Regions from separate parts of the Canis lupus genome. Here region 1 is linked to region 2. The links are chromatin contacts, called in public Hi-C maps. All regions are on one chromosome and are shown on one strand. Each heading gives the region's core, a stretch centred on a gene start, on an enhancer-like site or on the middle of the called end of the contact. The rest is flanking DNA. Distances are from core to core; before and after follow the strand shown.

The links. A called contact is a pair of places that touch in the nucleus more often than the background predicts.
Region 1: a Hi-C map of blood shows a contact between it and region 2, with 5 times the contacts expected there. The contact joins the promoter of EIF4E3 here to the enhancer-like site in region 2. A contact is called at or near these places in 2 of 9 Hi-C or Micro-C datasets (both in blood).

Annotation. Positions count from the first base shown.
Region 1 is chr20:20,434,975-20,439,231 of UU_Cfam_GSD_1.0, reverse strand. It overlaps EIF4E3 (eukaryotic translation initiation factor 4E type 3), which reads right to left and starts at 2,863. Exons shown (of 8, transcript XM_038565856.1): 1 at 2,843-2,863; 2 at 2,249-2,396. The coding sequence starts at 2,855.
Region 2 is chr20:20,308,878-20,313,066 of UU_Cfam_GSD_1.0, reverse strand. No RefSeq gene overlaps it. Among named protein-coding and RNA genes, the nearest start is that of PROK2, 72 kb to the left of the region's middle. Within about 2 kb of position 2,371, at least 3 of the 20 cell types and tissues checked have an H3K27ac peak or open chromatin away from gene starts, as enhancers often do. A contact at or near this core is called in blood, where this site is marked.

The DNA.
Region 1 (4,257 bases), core at 1,614-4,113, 130 kb before region 2:
AAGTTCCCAGACTTTCCCCCAAAGCGCCTGCGAAGAAGAAGGGAACCCTCGCCTTTCTGGATGTGTGAAGAAGAAGAAGAAGAAGAAGAAGAAGAGACAGGAAATCCCTGCGGCCCTAAGATTCCTGAGTCCAAAGTAAGAGGAATCGTCCTAGTGCAGCTCCTTGCCAGGCTTCTGTCATCCTCTTTTAAAAGAAAAGGGGAGGCATGGGAGCTGTGAACACATGTCATAACTGGCATGGGCACGGATGCCCTCTCGAAGCTTGACTTTTGAAGAGTCCCTCGCTGGCCTTTAACAGATGTAGAGTTCCAGCTTTTCATAGATTTTCTACCTGGCGGAGCATATGTTCTGCTCTTGGCTTGAGCATTCATGGGATGGACTAGAGCAGGAGCTGTAAGACCAGATGGGTTCAGGGACTGCACGGGCATCTTAAATGCCTATTATGAAATGCCAGATAGGTGCCACGTCGAAAAGGTTTTATTCAAGTTCAGATAAAATGACAAGAAATAAGACCAATGCTTTGTGATCCCTGCTTCAAAGATAATTTGTATACAACGCATGATGCTGGAAGCAGGGATATATTTATAAAGTCCTTCCAACTCTGAGATCCTGGGGCTCCTTTTGCTTAGATGCAGAGTTTTTTGTTTATTTAATTTTTCCTTTAATTTTTTCGAGAAAAGGCATAGACGGTATTATTTAGGCTGTTCTGTTTTATACTTATTAATTCATTTAATCCTCACAACAATCCAAAGAGAGAGGTACTATTTTATGGATTTATCCATAATATGGATATGGAATGCAGAAGTTAAGTTAATCCCAAGGTCACACAGCTAGTAAGTGACAGAGCTGGGATTTGAACACAGGTATTCAGACCCTAAGGCTTTTAACTGCCAGGCTCTACTGCCTAACTGAAAAATGAACAGGTCCTCATAGTAAAAATAAGGCAGTGAATAGTTAGTCTCCCTCCCTTCTAAGGCTATCAATCTTCCTGCCCAGAGGAAACCACTGTTAACAGTTTCCTTCCAGAAAGATGCAAGTAGGCACATGAAAGCATGTATCTAGATACAGAAATTGTATACCTATCTATATCTTCCATAAGAAAAAGAGAAGCATTTTATACTATTGCTGAACCTCCTTATTTACTTATTTACTTCAGATTATATATTTGAAGACTTTCTCCCATATCAAAACATATACATCTACTTCAGGGCTTGCAAAATAATCCATTGTAAAAAAGTAACATAATTTAATTCACTAGTCCTGGAGACTTATGTGGTTTAGTCATTTTCTTTTATGAATAATGCTACCATAAGCATTTTTATATTCAGTGTCTTTCCTCAGCTACACAAGTTTATTTCAGAATAAGTTTGGAAAAGTAGAATTTTGGTCTGCATTAAAAAATTTGACACATGTTGCTAAATTACTTGTGTGCAAAGTGGTTACATGAATTTATATATAACTGGTTTATAAATAGTGGTTGATTCTGAAGTTATGTTTATTAAGTGATTTATCTTCATAAAATCCTAAGGTAGAAAGGGACTTTTTGCTTTATAATTAGATTAGAACTCGTCAATCTGTCCTTCAACAATACTGTCAACAGTAAAGGTTTATTTAAAAAGTTTTGTCTGTGGTTTCTAAAAGAGAGTAAGCACCACAAGATAAATCACTTCCAGAATTTAGGACAAGGAACAATCTGGAAATTTTTCTTTATTGAATAACAATTGTCTATCTCCCTCTCTTCTTGCTTTGGCTTCCAGGATGCTCAGAATTACATCTGATGATTAATCACAACATTGGTAGTAACCAATGAAGCAGCAGCAGCATTATTTTTACATTAACCGACTCCTAATTTGTATTTTAAAGGCCTAATTGAACAGATGCATCTTATACTGTGAACCCTTCAGATCCATGCTGGAAGTAGGTAATGTCCAAAAACATAAACGTTGAATGACCTTAAGATTAATAAAATGGGTCAGGCAACATGGCTAAGGGGAGAGGCAAGCAGAGAACAATGGGCCTAATTTTCATCCCCTTCCTGTTTGACATGTAAGAAATTTAACTATTGTTACTGCTCCTCAGACTCATCCTTAGAAGGTAAAAAATTAGGAATATTCCCCTTCTTCCCCAATTTGCAACTGGACAGCAGGAATTAGAAATTCACAGTAAAAAGGAAATGTGGAGATTACCTAAGCAAACCCCCCACTTTACAAATGAGGAAACTGAGGCCCAGAGAGGTGAGGTGACTTACCCGAAGCCACAGATCTGGGAAATGACAGAGGCAGGACTAGAAGGTGAGTAGCTTGAGATCCAGGCCAACGTGCTCTCCCACTGTGCAACGTGCACCTCAGGCGACTTGGGGTAGCAGGAGGGAGGAAGAGAAGGTGACCCCACAGCCCCTAGCAACGAAAACAACAAAAAGGACTTGAGGCACTCATAAATAATTAAGCAATTAGCTGCAGCAGCGACTCCCCTCCCCTCTAGTATCCAGTCACCAAGGCAACTTGGGCAGGGTGCCTGCTGGTTGCCTAGTAACAATGTGGTCTGCTCCCCTGACATGCTCCCTAGGCATCAAAGGATTTGAGAGCTGAGAAGAGCCTTAGACAGGGCTCCCTATTCCAACACCTTCATTTTCCACATGGGAAATGGAGGCTCAGAGAAGCCGAGTAACCTGCCCAAGGTCACACAGCTACTCAGAGGAACAGCTAGGCTCCATTTCCAGTTGCTTTCCATTGCACTATGGCTGCCTTGGGGATGCCACAGATGGAGGCAAGGAGATCTTCCCACAGTTCCTAGAAGAATGAGAAAGTATGAGCCAGCCAGCCAGCAAGCAAGAGACAGAGACCTTGAGCTCTCATATGCAATTAGCAGGAGCTGGTAATCCCATCAGCCCAACTTCCATCATCACCATGGCAACATGGGTGAGGCGGGTACTGGTTGCCTAGGAACCAGTGGTCCTCTCTCTTCACTCTCATCCAGTTCCCTGGGAGTCACAGAAATAGTAGAATATTGGAGCTGGAAGGGAAGGCGGGGAACCTAACCCAGTCTCCCCCTTTGACTAATGGAGAAGCTGAGGTGTGGGGGCACCGTGCAGGGTCACACAACCACACAGCTGGCTAGTGACAGGGACTCGTTGTCGGCCAGCCAGCTTTTCTTGAATTCCCTCCATTTGCTCTCTCTGTCATAGCACCGTGGGATGGAAGACTTCACTCAATAAAGTCAAAACACAGGAGGGAAATGGCTGGTCGTCCTGTGGAGGCACTTCTACCACCAGTCTAAATGGTGGCAATGCTGCACACAAGGCCTGGCACCCAGAGCAGACAAAAGGTATCATGCACAGCAGTTAAATGCAGTGTCTCTAAAATCAGAAAACCTGAGTCAAAACCCAGCGGCTCTCCCCAAACCTCGTAAGCTTCTTGTCCCTCTATGGATCAGTCTCTACATCTGAGAAACGGGCATTTTGACATTCCTTGTCTCTTGAGTCATCATTAGGAGTAAATGAGAAAACACCCATGTCAGGCGCCTGGTATATAGTAAAGATGCACTAAATGTTAGGTGTTCATTTATTTGACATTCAATAAATGTTTATCCCATGTCTGCTATACAAATGCCACTGTTCTAGGCTCTTGAAATTCATTAGTTAGCAGACAAAAGAAATCCCTGTCTCAGTGAGTTTACTTTCCAGGGGAATGAAAAAAATATATATATAGACACAAACACTTAAATATATATGTATATACATATATATGCATTACATATATATTTAAATGTTTGCTGAATGGGCGGAGGAACTCATTGCCAATATGCTATGTTTATGTTACCAGGCTCCTTCTCTAAGACTGAGAAGTTTCCTGTTTACAGGGTGTGATGCTATAAATATGCAGGCCTGTCTTGTATGTGGGAACTCCCAGTTTCCTTTCTTTTAAAAGCTCAGAATAAAAAGGAAGGCAGTGGCCGCTAGATGGCAGACCTCAGACTCTCTAGATTCAGGGGACAGCAGGCCCAGGCCCTGCTGAAGCTTCCAGCAAAGGCAGGTGTTGCAGTTGGTCCGTCCCAGGAGGGGCCTGGAGGACTGGGGGAAGCTTGAAACACCCCTGGGGCACTGAGGGTGTCGGGGGAGGCTGTAATGTGGTTTCAAAGTTATTGCTTTAGCGAGAGTGAAGCCTGCTTAACCAAGATCCTGCCATGGGTGAGCTGTGTCACCTTGGGAAGTTATTAACCTTGCTGGATGCCAGATTCCTTGCTCAGAACATGGAGGGG
Region 2 (4,189 bases), core at 1,122-3,621:
AAGGTATTTATCCACCTTTCCCTCTGCTTCAGGGAGTGTCACAGACAATGGCTGTTTCCCCTTGGAGCCCCTCGTTTCAGGGTCAGCTCCAGCTGGGCAGGCCCACCACAGGCCTAGCTTCCACCAGCTGGCCCCGGACTGTGCCTCCTCCCTTGGTCTCCCTGCCCTATGTGTGTGTGTGGGAGAGAGATGGTGCGGAGGCTAACCACCCGGCAGGCTTGCCATCCCCTTGGCCCTCCAGCCCTCCCACCAACTGCGTCACTAGTTCCCACAATGCAATTCACTCTAGTTGAAATACCTGGAATGGTTTCTACTTTGCCAAGGAGATCCTGACCCAGACAGTACCCTAGAGGAGAATCCAGGAGAGGCGAAGTATGTCTGGCAGTCAGAATCAATAGATGGCCAGTACAGATTAAATTCTAGCTAGTTCCCATGGGTTCCTCTGCCAGGGAATGAAATCGTGACCCCTAATCCCCCCCGCCTGCACCTGCCTTACTGCTACTTGCTAACGTAACCCTCGGGTGCTGTTTTCCAAGAGGCCTGTAGAAACAGAAGCAGCAGTAGCAACAAGCGGTTACGTGTCCTATCTGACGCCGGGCACTGCTCTAAATGCTCTGTGGACGTTAGCTCCCTGAGTACTCACAACGATGCTGTGAGGCAGCAGTAGTACCTCATTTCTGTTCCACACATGAGGAAGCCAAGATTCAAAGAGGTGAATTCCCCCAAGTCTAAGGGCTGGTGAAAACTCATGCTGACATTTGAACTTGACATTCTTGGCTTCAGAACCTACCTCTTAACCAGGACACTCGACTGTCTCCAGGCAAGGGAGGCATCGGCCAAGGACTGAAAAATTCTACTTGGTGCACTATTTGTGGCAATCCCTCTCTATTCAGAGGTGATGGGCATACCTGACCCGGAGTAGCCGGTGACCAGTTCCCACTGGGGGTACTACAGGGGGGGTTGGGGTCAGGATTAGACAGAGATGCCCTGATATTTTGTTTGGGGTTTTCCTCCCAGAAGCTGCCAGCTGCAGAACATGGCTTGACTATCCCTAATAAACTCTGGGTTATAAAAGGGGATTAAAGCTCTATCTGCAAAAACCATTTGTGGCACAAAACAATTACCACGATCGCAAGAAATGTGGGGGATAATTCTGTGAAAATTGCACAAAAGCCATGCCAAACCCTCGCTCAGCATTCCAGTTAGAATCCGAATGAAATGAGGGAATAATCATGGGGCTACGATGATGCCTAATTAAAGCTAAATTTAGCCAACCCCGGTTTTTCAGAGTTGTCATGAAATCCATTTCAACTCGCACAATAATAACGGCAAACCCAGATAATGAGGAAAGGGATTTAATTTGAAAGGTGGGATGTCATCGATATAATAATTAAGATAAAACACACACGCGTGCACACACACACACACAGGGGCCAGAAGAAACGGGCAGTTCCTTGGTTGACATTTCCAGTGATTTCATGGTGACTTCCTGGCTTCCAAAGTTAAAAATTAAAGAAAAGGGAAGAAAAGCAAGCAAGACGTTAATTTTCTTGCCATTTCCAGTGGCGCTAAGTGAACCTGGTGTCTCGACGACGCGACACGGTGGGGTTGAGGGTGGAGGGCCAGGCCTTTAATTACTGGCAGGCCAGATTCCGGCTCTGCCCTTCCTGACAAGTCCGTGGGGGCCAGGGAGCCACACCACAGGCTGCCTCTAAATTAAACTGTGAGGACAGGAGAGCAAGGCCGCTCAGACGGCTGGGGGGCCTGGCCAAGTTAGCTTTCGACCGGAGCTGCCTTTCCGCTGCAAGGCTGGGCCTCCTGTTCAATGCACACGTGTCCCCGAGAAATAACCAAGAAATGTCTGTGAAGCCTGTGGTCTCATGAGATGGAAGCAGAGGAGCCAAGGTAAGGGGGAGGAAATGGGTGATAAAGGAAGCTGGACACGGCCAGGGCTCTAGCAGCCACACCCACACCCACGCACACAGAGGCCCACACACTGGTAACCAGAAGGCCTCAGCTCCAGCTCACTCCGCCTTTTCTCAGCCCCAGCAGGCAGGAACCAAGGGACAAATATGAAGGCTGATGATGTGCATACGGCCCCGCTCTCCAACTCCAGAGAACCGAGTGAGCAGTAGCTACGCTTCTTAGAACCCTCCAATAGTCACTGGATTATGTCCAGGCACTGGGCCCTTTCACTGTCTTACTCCCTCTGCATGGCAATACTAAAAAAGTAGGAACCATGACCCCCATCTTACAGATGAAGAAACCAAGACTCCAAGAAGTTTGAGTAACTTGCCCCAAATCACAGAACAGTAAGTGGCACGTTTGGGATTCAAGCCACAAGCTGTCAGACCACAGTACAAGACTGCCTCCTAGCTACTTCCTTCAGCTAAGTGTCGAAATGTCCCCATGTGCTGTCTACTGTAAACAAGGTGTTTCTTGTGAAGAGTTTTTTAAATATGGCTTTCAAAAATGGAAACAATTACATTTCGGCTTTAAAAGAAAAGTCCAAGTAACGGACAGAAGAGATAGTCTCGACCAGCCCCGACACTCAGTGCACAATTGTTCAAAAAGTAACATAAATTTGATTGTTATTCTGGGGGATTATGATGCCACATGCTAAATAAATTCAAGTTTTTTTTTTTTAATATTTCTGAGAGTTAGATCCAATAAGAAAAGAAATGAACTTAGTGGGTATATGGGTGTCTAAGCTTATAACCAACTTCAATATTAAGCCAAGGAAATTTACAGTCTTTGCCCTTGCCTGACCTCTAAAAAGACCATGGTCTGCTAATTCTGTTGCCCTCTTCCCCACTCTGTCCAGGCTCTACAGCATCGATTCTCAAAGTGTGGGCCAGAGAGGTAGTCTTTGTGGGCAAAGTGGGGTGACAAATGCATCAAATAATAAATCCCTCTCTTGCATCTTTATGAGATGATCTGACTGAGGCAATTTTATTTTTTTAGATTTTATTTATTTATCCATGAGAGGCACACAGAGAGAGGCAGAGACCTAGAGGGAGAAGCAGGCTCCCAGTGGGGAGCCGGATGCAGGACTCCATCCCAGGACCCCGGGATCACGACCTGAGCCAAGGGCAGATGCTCAACCACTGAGCCACCCAGGTGCCCCTAACTGAGGCAATTTAAGTAATTTAAAAAGGTACTTCTCAGAAAATAATGCAGCCCAGGCTAGACATCACTAAATAGCAGATAGACAAAATGATCTTATCCCTTCAATACTGTGGTAGGCAGTATTTTTGCAAAGCAGATGCACCAGTGTCTCTCTTCTCAAATGCCGCTCGTTGTGTAATAGGACTCTGAGACTCCCCCACCTGAGAGATGGGTTTAAGATTCCTCCCACTGAGTTCGGGCAGGCTTGTGATCACAGTGGAGGTGATGCTATGTGACTTCTGAAGCGAGGCCCTCAAAGGCAGCACGGTTTCTGACAGGTTGTCTTGGGGCACTTGCTTTTGGATCTGGCCACCACGCTATGAGGATGCCCACGCAGCCCCGCGGAGAGGCCAAATGTAGTACCAGCTGGCAACCACTCTGTAGTCTCTGCAAACATCTACATCAACTGCCAGGAGCTTTCAGATGGTCCCACACCCCAGCCGTTGTGTTGCCTCCAGCTTTCCAGTCTTCCTAGCCAGGCTCCAGACATTACGCTGACTCCTCCACACTCCCTTTCAAACTCCTGACCCACAAAAGCACGAGCCTAATAAAATGGGTGCTATTTTATGCCACAAGTCTGGGGTGGCTTGCTACCCCCAAGGTAAAAGCAAGGAGAATAAATGCCCTTCCTCCATCCCTTCCTCATCTTTAGAGACCCAAGTACCACCTTCTTTGTGTCCCTATTCCATTCTCTAATAGCAGCTTTTATCTACCTTTATCAAAGCAAGTATGATTTTATTCAAAGAGTGACTATATTTCTTTCTGCCTGACATCAGCTCCTGAGCTTTGCAAGGACAGAGACTTTTGTTATGGATTTCTGTTCCCCCAAAGCATCTGTTGTAGGAATGAATGAATGAATGATTGAAATAGCCTACAGAACCTCACACTTTTGACTTCAATCTCACCATCTCAAACATAGAAAGTTTTAAAGCTACTGTGTTTGCGAAGAGTCATTACTTACGAATCAATACACATGTAATCGATCCACCTTCCTAACTATGAAAAGAGGCTAAGCTAGAAG